Regions from separate parts of the Mus musculus genome. Here regions 1, 2, 4 and 5 are each linked to region 3. The links are chromatin contacts, called in public Hi-C, HiChIP or PLAC-seq and promoter capture Hi-C maps. All regions are on one chromosome and are shown on one strand. Each heading gives the region's core, a stretch centred on a gene start, on an enhancer-like site or on the middle of the called end of the contact. The rest is flanking DNA. Distances are from core to core; before and after follow the strand shown. Region 1 holds the start of Crip3 (cysteine-rich protein 3). Region 2 holds the start of Dnph1 (2'-deoxynucleoside 5'-phosphate N-hydrolase 1). Region 3 holds the start of Aars2 (alanyl-tRNA synthetase 2, mitochondrial). Region 4 holds the start of Tjap1 (tight junction associated protein 1). Region 5 holds the start of Mad2l1bp (MAD2L1 binding protein).

Region 1 (2,700 bases), core at 132-2,631, 920 kb after region 3:
TGAGCAGAGGTCCTAAAAAAAAATTAAATTGCCAACAACCACATGAAGGCTCACAACCATCTGTACAGCTACAGTGTACTCATATACAAAAATAAGTAAATAAATCTTTTTAAAAAGACATCTTTTAAAAAAATCTCATCTGAATAACTGCATAACTGGTAAAAAAATAATGTTTATAATAAAGTCTGCTTTAAAAGTTAAAATGCATTCTACAACTTAAATTTATTCTATCAATGATTTGGGGGCAGTGGTTTCTACGGGGTTTTTTTAAATTAATTTTGTTATTTGTCAGTTTCACAAGTCTGTAATGTAGTCTGATTTCTGCCATCCTACACACCATCTCCTGTCTCATTTTGAACACTACCACTTGGGTCCCTACTGTTCCTTCCCAGGTTCATCATCTTCAGTTTGTGTTTTGTTCTGTGACCCATTTAGTTTAACCGGAGCCATCTGTGTGACCATTGGGTTGGAACTATCCCTCACCTTCTGGGGTGATCATTGGTGACTCCACAACATTTTACACTCTTTTTTTTTTTTAAAGATTTATTTATTGTTATATGTAAGTATACTGTAGCTGTCTTCAGACACACCATAAGAGGGCAACAGATCTCATTACGGATGGTTGTGAGCCACCATGTGGTTGCTGGGATTTGAACTCAGGACCTTCAGAAGAGCAGTTGGTGCTCTTAACCACTGAGCCATCTCGCCAACCCCCCATTTTACACTCTTAAACTAAGTTAGAAATATGTGGCTGGTGTTTAACAGATGTGATAATCGTATGAGCAGGTTGTAGACCAGCTGTACGTAGGGGCACATTTTGGGACTTATAGACCGGGATGTGAGTTCTATATATATGCACAGGGTTCTTCATGGTGCTTGCATAGCAGTTATGTGCCTGGCACTGCGCTGTTGAGATTAACTTGCCCAGTTCTCATTACAACCCTGTGCCATGGAGACTGTTACCATGTTACTACTTCCAGTACAAACAAAAAATATGGTTTAGCGAAGATGGCCTTCACATTCCCTTGCTTCCGGCCCTCCTCCACTAAGGAAGAATTAAACCACTTAAAGAATGCCTGATGGTGCCTTTTCTTGCTTCTCACTGACCAGAGAGGCCATTGAACTCAGGGCTCCCTCCCTCCCAAGTCTGTATCCCACTTTGAAGTTCTTTAAAGTAAGTTGATAAGTCTCAGGGTCCCTCAGTTCTAAGTTTGTGTGTGTGTGTGTGTGTGTGTGTGTGTGTGTGTGTGTGTGTGTGTGTGTGTGCCCAATGAGCAGCCACAACTCAAACGGGCTCAAAGCTGAATAGTGGGCAGGGCTGGTGGAGGGGCGGGGCATATCAGCGGGCTCCTATAGTTGCTGCTTGGACTAAGCTATCTCATGAAGAACCATGAGCTGGACTTGTCCGCGTTGTCAGCAACCCGTTTACTTTGGTAAGGCTGGGACCTAGGAGGAGTAAAGGCAACCTTGAGCCCCCGGGTCCCCTGTATTTGTGTGTGTGTGTGTGTGTGTGTGTGTGTGTGTGTGTGTGTGTGTGTGTGTCTCTCGCGCGCGCTTGCGCTTGAAAACAAAGTGCCTGCCACACCTCCAAGAGCCCAAGCAAGAGACACCAGGGTGGGATGGAGCTTCTTCCTGGAAACAATATTCATTGTCTCCAGGGAGCGAGGCTGGCTGGGCCGGTTTTCCCAGAAGGCTGAAAGGGCAAAAGCAGGGCTGGGCTGGATTTTTTGCAGCCCGAACCCACCTTGTTCCCCACAGCTGAGAAGGTGAGCTCCTTAGGCAAGAACTGGCACCGTTTCTGCCTGAAATGTGAGCGCTGTCACAGCATCTTGTCCCCTGGCGGGCATGCAGAGGTGAGGCCTGGCCAGGGTGACAGTCCTCTGTCACACCCCTACTCCTATAGACCCCAATTTCAGCCTTGGAGACCTGTCAAAGGCAAAGGAACCTCCACAAACAAGCTCGGGGTGACCCACCCATTGAGCCTCATGTGAGCCAGAGTTTGACAGGCTCAGAGCTGCTGCTGACCCATGGTTCTGAGGGAGGGGTACGCAGCTGCTCTGTCTCCCACCTCTACCCCTATTCCACAATGGCAATTGGACACGCTAGCCTACCACCCATCCCTACAAGATCCATCAGACTAGCTGCAGTGCACATATGCACCTGACAGCTTGGATTGAGAAAGCCTGTACAGGCATGCATGTCCCTTTGGCCCTGAGTGACCCTTCCCTCTGCCTGTGCTTGTGCCCAGCACAACGGGAGACCATACTGCCACAAGCCTTGCTATGGGGCTCTCTTTGGACCTAGAGGTAAGTTCCAGCCTAGAAGGGGCCAGGGGCCACAAACTTTCCTTGTGGCTAGGAACTAGAGCCTGACCTCCATTATTGGGTCTTCTCTCTGCAGGGGTCAACATTGGTGGTGTGGGCTGCTATCTCTACAACCTCCCAACTCCCCCTCCTGCCAGCCGCATTTCCCTCAGCCCCAGCAACTTTAGCCCCCCCAGGCCAAGGACTGGCCTCTCCCGGGCCAAGAAAAGTAAGTGAAGGCAGGCGTTAGTTGTTCTCCTTCTGACCCTTCCTCAGGCTGCAGTAGACACTGTGGTCCTGTTGCTGGCCCTGTTTTTCTGCTCTCGTGTGAGTTGAGTTTAAAAGGTAAATTGGACAGATAGCATGATCACCCTCATTTTACAAGAGATGCCCAGAG
Region 2 (2,700 bases), core at 131-2,630, 990 kb after region 3:
TCTCTGTACCCATCAATTAGAGCATTCCTTAGCCCTCGTCAGAAGAGCTTCTTTTTGCAGATTAATAGGGTCTCTCGGAGACTGTAGAGTGTTTGAATGTAAATGGGCCATCTCCATGGAAGAGTGGGTTGAAAGACAGAGGGACTGCCATGAAAACATTGTTTCTGGACATGACAGTGGGGTTACACACATAACTCATAGAAGCTATGACTGCCCGTGCACGATCAGGCTGGTCCAAACCCTACCCTGTGTGGAGAAGGGCCCCATGCCAATAGCTGAAGCGTTGCTGACAGCTAACAGCTGGTGAGGCAGGCACGACCCTGAGAGGCTGCCTGTACTTGTTCCAGTAGATGGTTCCACACCGGTGCACACATAGGTAGCACTAATGGGCTCAGTGGGTAGGGAGGGAAGCTGTAGAGATGGTTCAGTGGTTAACAGCACTGGCCACTCTCCAGAGGACCCAGGTTGGATTGTCAGCACCTGCATGGTGGCTCACTGTGTCTGTAACTCCAGTTTCAGGTTAGCTCATTGTGCTCTTTTGGCTTCTTGGGGCATCAGGCATGCACATGATGTAGAGATATAAACTCAGGCAAACCACCTGTCTTAGTTAGGCTTTTACTGCTGTGCACAGACACCATGACCAAGGCAAGTCTTATAAAAAACAACATTTAATTGGGTCTGGCTTACAGGTTCAGAGGTTCAGTCCATTATCATCAAGGTGAGAGCATGGCAGTATCCAGGCAGGCATGGCACAGGCATTGCTGAGAGTTCTACATCTTCATCCAAAGGCTGCTAGTGGAAGACTGAGTTCCAGGCAACTAGGGTGAGGATCTTATGCCCACACCCACAGTGACACACCTATTCCAACCAGGTCACACCTATTTGAACAAGGCCACACCTCCAAATGGTGCCACTCCCTGGCCCAAGGATAAACAAACCATCACAACACCTATACACATAAAATAATAAAATAATCAAAGATAATAATTATTTTAAATAATAAATAAAAATGAAGTTGGTGTAGGGGATAGAAGATGGATTGGAGGGGAGAGAGAGACTGGGTTAGATTTGATTAAAACACTACATACATGTATGAATAATAAAATATTTTTAAAATAAGTTAACAATCTTTTTTAAATTTTGGAAAGATTAATGAGAGCCAATCACAGTTGCCTATGGATCCCGTACAGAGTTTGAGAGCACTGAGATCCGTACAGAACTACTTGAATAGCTAGGAGCTGGGGAGGGGCAGGTCACGGGGAGGAGTCAGAACTAATGAGCGGGTTGGCTCGGGAAGAGCCTATCCGGGAAGAGAGCGAGCTTGAAGAAGGTCCCCTTACCTCTGGGAGTCGCTTTCCCAGGTCACGTGGTAGCGGCGGCAGCGGTTGCCCGCGCGCGGCGATGGCGGCATCCGGGGAGCTGGTTCCATGCTCTGTGTACTTCTGCGGGAGCATCCGCGGCGGGCGGGAAGACCAAGCTCTGTATTCGCGGATCGTATCCCGGCTGCGGCGCTATGGGAAGGTGCTCACTGAGCACGTGGCTGATGCTGAGTTGGAGCCGCGTGGTGAGGCGACGCGGGCTGGAGACTCGCAGGCTGGGGACCTGTAGGCTAAGGGGACCGGCTGACTAGGGACTTGCCGGATAGGAGACCCACTGGCTAGTAGACATTCAACCTGGGGAACCCGCAGCTCATGTGACCCGCAGGCTAGACCGGAGGCTAGGGGATCTGCAGACTAGGACCTCGTAATGGTTAGGGGACCGGCTGGCTATGGAAGGTCCTGGATTATATGTGTACGTTCCATGCGCAGGTCAAGTGTCCCTGTCCAGCACACTGGAAGCAAGTGACAGCCCAGACCCAGCTTTGGGCTAGCAAGGCTTTGATAAGCTGGTCTGGATAAGCACTCCTCCAGTAGGAAAGTTGTACCTAGAACTCTTGTATTTCTGCTCCAAAAACTTTTAAGTAGATCTCCCTTGCCCCATGCAAGAACAAACTCCTAAGCTGTGGACTCTAAAGCAATTCTGGGAGAATCTTTTAAAAGACAAAGAATCAATCGTAGGCAAAAAATGCCAGGGGATTGGAAAGAACCTGTTTGTGCTTATGCTTGGCTAGCGCATGGTGTGTTTTGTTGATAGTTCTCCACCTTCAGCGCCAATGTCAGCACTCTGGAGGCAGAGGGTAGGATGAGTTCCAGGCCAACCTGGGCTACAGAGTTAACCCCTGTCTCAAAGAAATGAGACAAAACAGTCTACAGAGTGTGATAGCCTGGAGAAAACCTTTGAATCTGGGTTTTCTCCCCTAGTCACTTTTCTTGCTTTTTCTTTTTCTTTTCTTTATTTTGGAAACAGGCTGTCATAAACGCACAGTGACGTCAGACTTGTAGCCAAGGATGGCCTTAGAACTCGCCATCCTCCTGCCTTCACCGCCCAAGTGCTAGAACTACAGGCACCTGCTGCTACACACAACTTGTTAGTTTGTTTTTTGAGACAGGGTCTCTCTACATATCCCTGGCCATCATGGTACTTACAGTGTAGACCAGGCTGTGTTGGAACTCACAGATTTCCCCAGCCTCTGCTCCCGGGGCTGGGATTAGTGCTATGAGCCATGATCCTCAGGCTCACAAAAGAAGTTTTAGACAGTGTGGTTCTGCTCTGCCACCTGCAGAGCCTTACCGTCCTAAACAGCAGAGTTGATTCAAACTG
Region 3 (2,700 bases), core at 117-2,616:
CAGAACAACACCTTTAACCTACATGGAAAAGAGAAGGCAGAGGATCACGGGATAGATATACAGGCTTGTCAGAATTCACTATTGCTATAGAAACTCAAGTCCAAAATAGACTATGTATTCCCCGAAAAGAAGCTGTGCTTCAAAAGTTCAAAAGACCCAAATAACACACAAAGACTGGTGGCCAAAAGAGCCCCCTGGGTGGCCAAGGCTGTCCTTCTGACCACAAAGACCTCAGTTCTGTAACCTCTAGTGCAGTGGCTCTCAACCTTCCTAATGCTTCAACCCTTTAAAACAGTTCCTCATGTTGTGATGGCCCCTAACCATAGAATTATTTCATTGCTACTTCATAACTGTAATTTTGCTATTGTTACAAATCGTAATGTAAATGAATGATATGCAACCCTATGTGGTTGCAACCCACAGGGTGAGAACCACTGCTCTGTTGGGTCTTAAACTTGGCAAATCCCTTTCTCTTCCTAGATCTGCTAACTTTCCCAGACTAAAGGTCAAGCAAGGTCATCATGAGAAGTCCTTGAGCTGTCTAGCTGCACCCACAAGGTCTGTTACCATAGAAAGGAAGTCAAGGGGACTGGGCCTGCCAGGACAGGTATCTCTTTTCTCTCAGCAAAATTCAAAGCCTCAGGGCCCTGGGAGGCTCATGGAAAGCCATCGCCACAGCTCTCAGCCAACAGCTTTGTCCTGACCTGTCGACCTGGATTCTCTCATCCCCAAGCAAATTAAAAGACCAAATGTCATTAAGCAATTAATAATGGAGCAGATGCAGTCTGGCTTCTGTGTCTCCACCAGACTCCTGCTCCAAAGAACCTGCTTCAGTCCCTAAGGACAAAGTGGCTCTGCAAACCGAGGGCAGAAGAGGACCTGGCAAGGTCTTAGAGCAGTGCCTGGCACTTACGCAGGGTTCTTGACCACCTCTTGAATACTCACGATCCCTTGGCACTCTTCAGCCTGGATCAGCACAAACCACACGGTCCACGCACCGAATTGCACCCACACCTGTTCCTTTGCAACTCCACAAAATCAATAGCACAACAACCATTACTGCCAGAATACAGATTTTGGAAGCAGAGGCATTGTGTTAATATTGCTACTAACGTTCAAAATACAGCCTAGCATGTAATGATCTTTTTATAATTATCTGTTCAATCCTGGATGAATTAAGGGCCTACTCTATGCAAAGTTACGGTATGCTGAGCCGCTCGCCAGGGGAAGAAGTCCCCTTCTTGGGGAAACACTTTCACTAGAAGCTGAGACTTGCCCCCCCCCCAAGTCTTCCACCCGCCAGGGGCCGCTGTAGGAAACACTAGGCGTCCTTTCGAACGTCACTCTTTGACCCCGCGAAGCCGTTGCCCGGAGCTAAGATGGCGGTGGCGTTGGCTGCCGCAGCCGGTAAGCTGCGGCGAGCCATTGGGAGGTCGTGCCCATGGCAGCCTTTCTCAACCGAGCCCGGTCCACCCCACGGAGCGGCCGTGCGGGACGCCTTCCTGAGCTTCTTCCGAGATCGCCACGGCCACCGGCTCGTGCCCTCCGCTACCGTGAGGCCGCGCGGCGACCCCAGCCTGCTTTTCGTCAATGCAGGCATGAACCAGGTAGGGGCGGGGCCACACCGATCGGGGGCGGAGCTCGGGAGTCAGCCTGAGAAAAGCGCTTCAGGATTGGACCAAAAAAGTGAGGGGCGGAACTCTGAGTGGAAGAGAGGCTGGGTAAAATGGGGTGGGGGCCTGGTTAGGTCTTGGGGAATTAGCTTGGAAACTTGTGGGGAGAAATTAAGTTTATTATCTCTGGATAGCAGCTGTGAAGTCCTGAGGGGCAGGCTCTGAGTGGAAGACTATTTAAATAAATAAAATTCATCCATTGAGTAGACATTTATTGCACTCCTGCTAGGTGCTTGGTAATATTCTTGAAGCTTTGATTCTGTCCAACCACTTCCCTTATCTGTAAATTTTACTACTTTTTACTAGGCAGAGTCTCTTGTTTAAGTTCATTTACCTCTTCTCTACCCTTCCTGACTTTTATGTGCTTCTAGTTCAAGCCCATCTTCCTGGGCACAGTGGATCCACGAAGTGAGATGGCAGGCTTCCGACGTGTAGTTAATAGCCAGAAGTGTGTCAGGGCTGGAGGACGCCATAACGACCTGGAGGATGTGGGGCGTGATCTCTCTCATCATACGTTTTTCGAGATGCTTGGCAACTGGGCTTTCGGGGGTGAATATTTTAAGGTGAGTTTCCAGGGAGCTCTAGAGTTAAAGTCTTTGAACCCTGAGTGCTGGATGTTGTGACCAAGAGCTAAACACAGTGTGTTATAGGGGAGACAGAAAGATGACTGGGTTGGTAAAGTGCTTGTGGATTCCCCAGAACTCGAATTTAAAGTGCGGGCTAACGGTGTGTGCCTATGATGCTGGAATGGCCAGATGGGAGATGGAAACAGATCCCTGAAGAAGTTCACAGACAAGCTAGTCTGGCCAACATCAAAGTCCCAAGCTAATGAGAGACCCTGTTTTAAACAAAAATTAGCTCCTAAGTACAGTCACCCATAGTTGTCCTTTGACTTTCACAAGCACATGTCCACATGTTACAGGTGTGTACACCACACATACACGGGCACGGGCACACACATACACACACGACATCCAATAGGAAAGAATATGCCTCACTTCGCTGATTGAAGGAAGGGGTTGTCTCC
Region 4 (2,700 bases), core at 24-2,523, 780 kb after region 3:
AAAGCAGACATGCACCAGGAGTGAATTCGGGAGCTGCTCATAGAAATGACCTAAACGTCGGTGAACCCCATCAGAAAGTTGATTGTGACTCCCCATCGTCTGCCACCCACCGCAGGTCTACTACTTCCAGGCAGAATGGCACATTTGACAACTTGAGGGGGAAAATGGAAGAAGACATGGTAACACAAACAGGGAGCTGCTTTGTGACAAGAATCCGCCAGAATACTTTCAGCTCACTCTGCATAGAGAGTTCCAGGCCAGGAAGAGCTACCCTGTGAGACCCTATCTCAAAAAACAATAAACAAAACAATTAAGAAAGGAAGACTATTTTTAGTGGACCGTCTACTTGCCCAGAGTTGTTTATACAGCTGAAGGCAAGCAACACTCAACTCTACACCAGCTCCCACAAGGTAGCCAGCAGTCTTACCAAACACCAACTAAAGATCACAGTCAAAACAAAAAACAAAAAAACAAAAAACAAAAACCTCTGTAGAAGAGCAAGCAAACTTCTCGGATTAACTGATTCACCAAATCCATGGATCCTCTCCCAGGGAGATTATCGCTCAAAACCCTGCCTCTGCAAACCATCTTACCCGCTCTGGGGTTGGGCTGGGGCAAGTTGCTACCTCTTCTTTCCAAGCAGGCAATGTGATTTCTTCCAGTCCCTGGGGCCCTTGGGTCTTCAAGCTGAAATGGGGGCAGACGTTGCTATAGGGGCTATGGGTAAGGCTAATCTAAGCCTGGAAGAGGGTCACACGACTGGCTTCGGTCCCCTCCTTGGGAGACCCGCCCTGCACGCTCCACATCTCACTCCTACCCCTTCCCGACTACGAGAGCCATCTCCCCTCCCACCGGCCTGGGGGAGTCAGGCCTCTGCCTCGCGCTCCAGGCTTCCTTACTCTGAGAGAAGTAACTTTTTCAATCCGTGAGCGATTGCTCCTCCAGAAGCCGAACCACACCTATTTCTGGCTACCCCCCACCCCCGCCCCATCTCCTCCCCTAGGGCTGCCACCAAATTCCAGGCTCCCTCCCCTCCGCCCCCATCGGCATTTTTTTTTCTTTCCGCCTCCAACCCTCCTCCATCCTGGCATCCTAGTTCTCCACCTCGGAGCTGTTCCCTCCCTCCATCTCTACTCCATGCTAGAGTTCCGCAAACCCCCTCAACTCTCGCCACCCAGCGCGACTACTCAAAAATCCCACAACAAACTTTCTGCCGGGGCCTCTCCTTCAGGCAGCCATCTTGCCGCGGGGCAGGCCGGGTAGGGGCCTGGACCGCGGGAATCCCCACGCACCGGGCGCCGTGCGTCATCGGAGGGGCGGGCCTGGGGGCGGGGCCTCGGGGTAAAGCGTTAGGACTCCTGGTGATGCTGGGAAAGTGGGAATCTCCTCCTTTGCAGACCTGGTAAGGGAAGAAGGAAGTCGGTGTTGGAAGTAGGACTCAACAGTGAGAAAGGGGAAAAGGCTGGTACTGTGGGAAAAAATAGAGAACAACGCTTAAAAAATACAAGATGCTTCGTATACAAAGAAAAATACCAACACACCCCTCCACGTACCCCGACTCTCATTGCCACTCCCACCCATCAGGCCTCATTGGCTGGCCTTGGAATGTGAACTCACTTTGTACCTTGAACTCACAGAGAGCCTCTGGCTTCTGACTTCAGGGTGCCACACAAGGCAAAGGAAAATGCCAGCTTTTCATCTCAACGGAAGATAACGCACGACCCAGTCTCTACCACCCTTTTCAACCGTGCTTCCCACCTCTCCCAAAAGTCTTCAGGTTCTTAAATTGTCTTGTGTTATCAGAAAATCAAGCCTTGAGATCTGCAATCCAGTTCCTCCACTCAGGAGGTCAATTTTATACTGTTTTTGGAGGGAGGGGAGAGTCAGCCCAGGCTGACTTCAAATTCATTATGTAGCCCAGGCAAGCATCGAGACGCACCTGGTATTACGGGTATTAGACGGTAGGCCCAGTTTTCAGTTGCCATTCTTAAACTGTCAACGCTTCCAAAAAGCCTTCTCTTTGAAGCTCCTTTTACTAGACGGCTCTAACTAGTTACACCGAACTTTATAACAGATATCCTGTACCATAATTATTTATGAGTTTACTTTATGTGTATGTGCCCACGTCTCTGTATGTGCATGCAGGAGCCTGTAGAGGTCAGAAAAGGGTATGGCATCACCGGGAAATGGAGTTATAGGCAGTTGTGAACCACCATGTAGGTGCTGGGAGCTGACCTTGGGTCCTCTGCAAGGGCAGCAGATGCTCTTCACGGCTGAGCACCTCTCCGGTTCCAGAGTTGTTGTTTTACTTGCTGCGTCCCTTTGCCCTAACGTCTCTTCAAGTCAAAGAGCACGTGTGGATGTCCCATAGCAGGTGCACAGCCCACAACAGTGGTTAGGCAGCAGGTTTTCCTGGGGCCTGCTAAGCATGTTGAGGCTTCCGGCTTTCTGTTTCCTGTGGCTGGAATGTTCTCCTTCTAGGGAGTCACCAACAGGTGTGTCCTTGTTCAAATGATCACGTCTGTGGTCATTCAGGATCCCAGTCACACACACACACACACACACACACACACACACCCAACTGCTTCATTTAACGTTTACTCACATGGAGACCATTATTATCTGACATCATATTAAATCTTTCTTTGTTTACTGACCATCTGTCCTACTATCATGAAAACTCCTAATTTTTTTCCTCAT
Region 5 (2,700 bases), core at 2-2,501, 650 kb after region 3:
AATAAGCACACGCCTTTAATCCCAGCACTTGGGAGGCAGAGGCAGGCGGATTTCTGAGTTCAAGGCCAGCCTGGTGTACAAAGTGAGTTCTAGGACAGCCAGGGCTATACAGAGAAACCCTGTCTCAAAGAAAACCATAAACAAACAAACAAACCCTTGTGCCAGAGTGAGCAGGGCCGGAGCGGGCAGAAAATGTCCTGAGTTTGATTCCCAGGAATCACATGATGGCTCACAACCATCAGTACAGCTCCAAAAAGAACTAATAATATCCTCATACAACCGGTAATAGGAAGAGTCTCAGAAAAAGAACAAGAGAAAAAAGGGAGAGACCCAAGTGCAGAGAAAATGAGGCAAGGAAGGCTCTGCAAAAGCCTAGACTTGCAGGGAGGCTGAAGACATCTTAGGTCACTTTTCTACTTCCCCATCATCTATGAGCCACAAAGTCTTCCCACCAATTTTCTCAGAAAGCCTGCACATACCTGGGGAACTTTCCGGTAGAAGTGCTTCAGCTGTTCATAGGGCAGAGGGAGCTGATGGCGCTGGTACAGGATATGCTTGAGAAGTTCACAAGTAAACTGGCAGCAGTCTTCCTGGCTCACAGGCCCGGGAAACACCACCGGCACCAGGTCTCTTGGGCAAAAGGGCTCCGCAGGATTGGAAGGTTCCTGGGCTGGCGGGATGACAGTCTCAAGATCTACTTCAGGAGCATGAGTTTCTTCCGGCTTCTCATACCAATCCAAATCTAGTCCATAAGTGAAAAGGTAAAGAAAGGGGAGGGGTTGTCAAAGTCAGCGTTAGTCTTAGCGTTCCCAGAGGCTCCATCAGCAGACACTCCCATAGGTGACAGGAAACCTGATACTGGCCGGGGACGATTTAAGTGACATCAGGGACAGGAAAGGGGGCTTTAGAAGACTGAGACTAATGTTTCGGTATGAAATATCAGGGGCAGAACACCCAAGGGGACAGGGCAGGAAAAACAATTCCACTTAAGGGCGAGGGAGTGACTTGCAGAGATAGGGCGGACTGGGACACCAGGAACAAGGACAGAAAGGAACGACGGAGGAAACGTCAGCCACTAAATGCATCTGGGGAGGTAGCAGCAGGGAAGAAACGAGTCCCCAAGTTATGGATCCCACGCCTTACTTGGGGCAGCAGCAGGGGACAGTTCGGACATATCCTCCTCACCGGACGCAGCCATCGCGACTGCCAGCCTAGTCGTCCTGCGGTTAAAATAGACGCCCCGCAAAGAATCATGGGAAGCTTAAGCTCCACTTCCGGCTCTTACCAGCCAGAAGGGACTCAGCGCAGCCGCTGAATGGTGGAGGTTGGAGATGACTTGAACCACACCCAAGCCGGGGAGCTCTTGGCCCCTCCCACTTAGGCGACCCAGTCGTCCCCTGGGGCTGGGGATGCCTTCATTTTTTTTTTTTTTTTTTCTCAGCAATAGTTTCCAGCACCCACCCCGCCCCCAACCCCCCATTCTGGAATGTCCTTAGAGATAGAGCCAAGATTAAGTAAACTAGAAGTTCACCTACCCCTCCCTGGAATTCGCTTAATAGTGCTTTAAATCCAGCCTTTGAACTCACTTCGGGGTCTCTCTATCTTGGTAATGGGAGACTCCAGCATGTTGGACTTCTGCAGAATAAAACACTCTTTGTGTTTACATACTGTTTGAGTCTGGGTTATCTTTCTTGAGCAAATCATAGACCCTTTTTTTTTTTTCTTTTGGTTTTTCCAGACAGGGTTTCTCTGTATAGTCCTGGCTGTCCTGGAACTCACTTTGTAGACCAGGATGGCCTCGAACTCAGAAATCCACCTGCCTCTGCCTCCCAAATGCTGGGATTAAAGGCGTGCACCACCACGCCCGTCATAGACCCTTATAATACTATAAAGAGTTAAGGTTTTTAGCAGGACAGTGGCGGTGCACGCCTTTAATCCCAGCACTCAGGAGGCAGAGTTCCTGAGTTCCAGGCCTACCTGAATTGTTAAGGTGGTAATAGATAAACGGCATCAAGGTCATGACAGGAATTCCCAAGTGAAGTTTGAACTTGATCTCACATAGGGGGATGAATAAGCTTTTTCAAAGTAGGGCAGGAAGGAATCCTGGGAGATGCCACAGACATAAGGAAGCTTGCTGCCAAGCTCGATGACCTGAGTTCAAACAGGACCCACAAAGTGAAAGGAGAGACTAGAGTCCCTCTACACCACTATGTAACAGGCTCACTCACAAACACAAATGGGGAAGTGACGCGAGTACATTAACATGTTATGGCTGGGTATGGTCATATCAGCTTTAATCCCAGCACTGGGGAGGCAGAGGCAGGTAGATCTAGAGTTTGAGGCCAGCCTGGTCTACAGAGTGAATTCCAGGATATCCAGGGCTATACTGAGAGTCCCTGTGTCAAAAAAAAAAAAGGGGGGGGGTTTATAAGGTCAAACATGTAACGATAATAAATAAGTTCTTTGTTGTTGCTGTTGTTTTTCAAGACAGGGTTTCTCTGTGTAGCCCTGGCTGTCCAGAACTCATTCTGTAGACCAGGCTGGCCTCGAACTCAGAAATATGCCTGTCTCTGCCTCCCAAATGCTGAGATTAAAGGCGAGCGCCACCACTGCAGGGCAAAGAAGTTCATTTTAAACTTGGCTATTGACATGACTGGAGACACGGGATCAGTTTATAGAGTACATGAATCCTGAGCTTGA

Evidence for each region. Promoter capture Hi-C pulls out the DNA fragments that hold promoters and counts their contacts. A called contact is a pair of places that touch in the nucleus more often than the background predicts. HiChIP or PLAC-seq counts read pairs in DNA pulled down with a chosen protein or histone mark.
Region 1: a promoter capture Hi-C map of hippocampal neurons shows a contact between it and region 3, with 2.3 times the contacts expected there. The contact joins the promoter of Crip3 here to the promoter of Aars2 in region 3. A contact is called at or near these places in 2 of 39 promoter capture datasets (hippocampal neurons and liver).
Region 2: a contact with region 3 is called in a Hi-C map of B cells, with 8 read pairs. The contact joins the promoter of Dnph1 here to the promoter of Aars2 in region 3. A contact is called at or near these places in 2 of 39 promoter capture datasets (the 3T3-L1 cell line and liver) and 1 of 484 Hi-C or Micro-C datasets (B cells).
Region 4: an H3K27ac HiChIP or PLAC-seq map of large pre-B cells shows a contact between it and region 3, with 4 times the contacts expected there. The contact joins the promoter of Tjap1 here to the promoter of Aars2 in region 3. A contact is called at or near these places in 6 of 39 promoter capture datasets (the 3T3-L1 cell line, hippocampal neurons, liver and 2 more) and 2 of 115 datasets of contacts at active chromatin or transcription factors (large pre-B cells and pancreatic cancer cells).
Region 5: a promoter capture Hi-C map of pre-B cells shows a contact between it and region 3, with 3 times the contacts expected there. The contact joins the promoter of Mad2l1bp here to the promoter of Aars2 in region 3. A contact is called at or near these places in 17 of 39 promoter capture datasets (the 3T3-L1 cell line, 3T3-L1-derived adipocytes, the C10 cell line and 11 more), 3 of 484 Hi-C or Micro-C datasets (cerebellum, muscle stem cells and pre-B cells), 3 of 115 datasets of contacts at active chromatin or transcription factors (astrocytes, bone marrow-derived macrophages and large pre-B cells) and 4 of 9 other capture datasets (adipose tissue, liver, macrophages and 1 more).

What each region holds. Positions count from the first base shown.
Region 1 is chr17:46,427,561-46,430,260 of GRCm38.p6, forward strand. It overlaps Crip3 (cysteine-rich protein 3), which reads left to right and starts at 1,382. Exons shown (of 8, transcript NM_053250.2): 1 at 1,382-1,433; 2 at 1,759-1,853; 3 at 2,249-2,306; 4 at 2,401-2,532. The coding sequence starts at 1,391.
Region 2 is chr17:46,495,409-46,498,108 of GRCm38.p6, forward strand. It overlaps Dnph1 (2'-deoxynucleoside 5'-phosphate N-hydrolase 1), which reads left to right and starts at 1,381. Exons shown (of 4, transcript NM_207161.3): 1 at 1,381-1,564. The coding sequence starts at 1,402.
Region 3 is chr17:45,505,475-45,508,174 of GRCm38.p6, forward strand. It overlaps Aars2 (alanyl-tRNA synthetase 2, mitochondrial), which reads left to right and starts at 1,367. Exons shown (of 22, transcript NM_198608.2): 1 at 1,367-1,607; 2 at 2,045-2,236. The coding sequence starts at 1,380.
Region 4 is chr17:46,281,753-46,284,452 of GRCm38.p6, forward strand. It overlaps Tjap1 (tight junction associated protein 1), which reads right to left and starts at 1,274. Exons shown (of 10, transcript NM_001252474.1): 1 at 1,208-1,274; 2 at 594-687.
Region 5 is chr17:46,152,300-46,154,999 of GRCm38.p6, forward strand. It overlaps Mad2l1bp (MAD2L1 binding protein), which reads right to left and starts at 1,252. Exons shown (of 3, transcript NM_025649.3): 1 at 1,144-1,252; 2 at 480-742. The coding sequence starts at 1,198.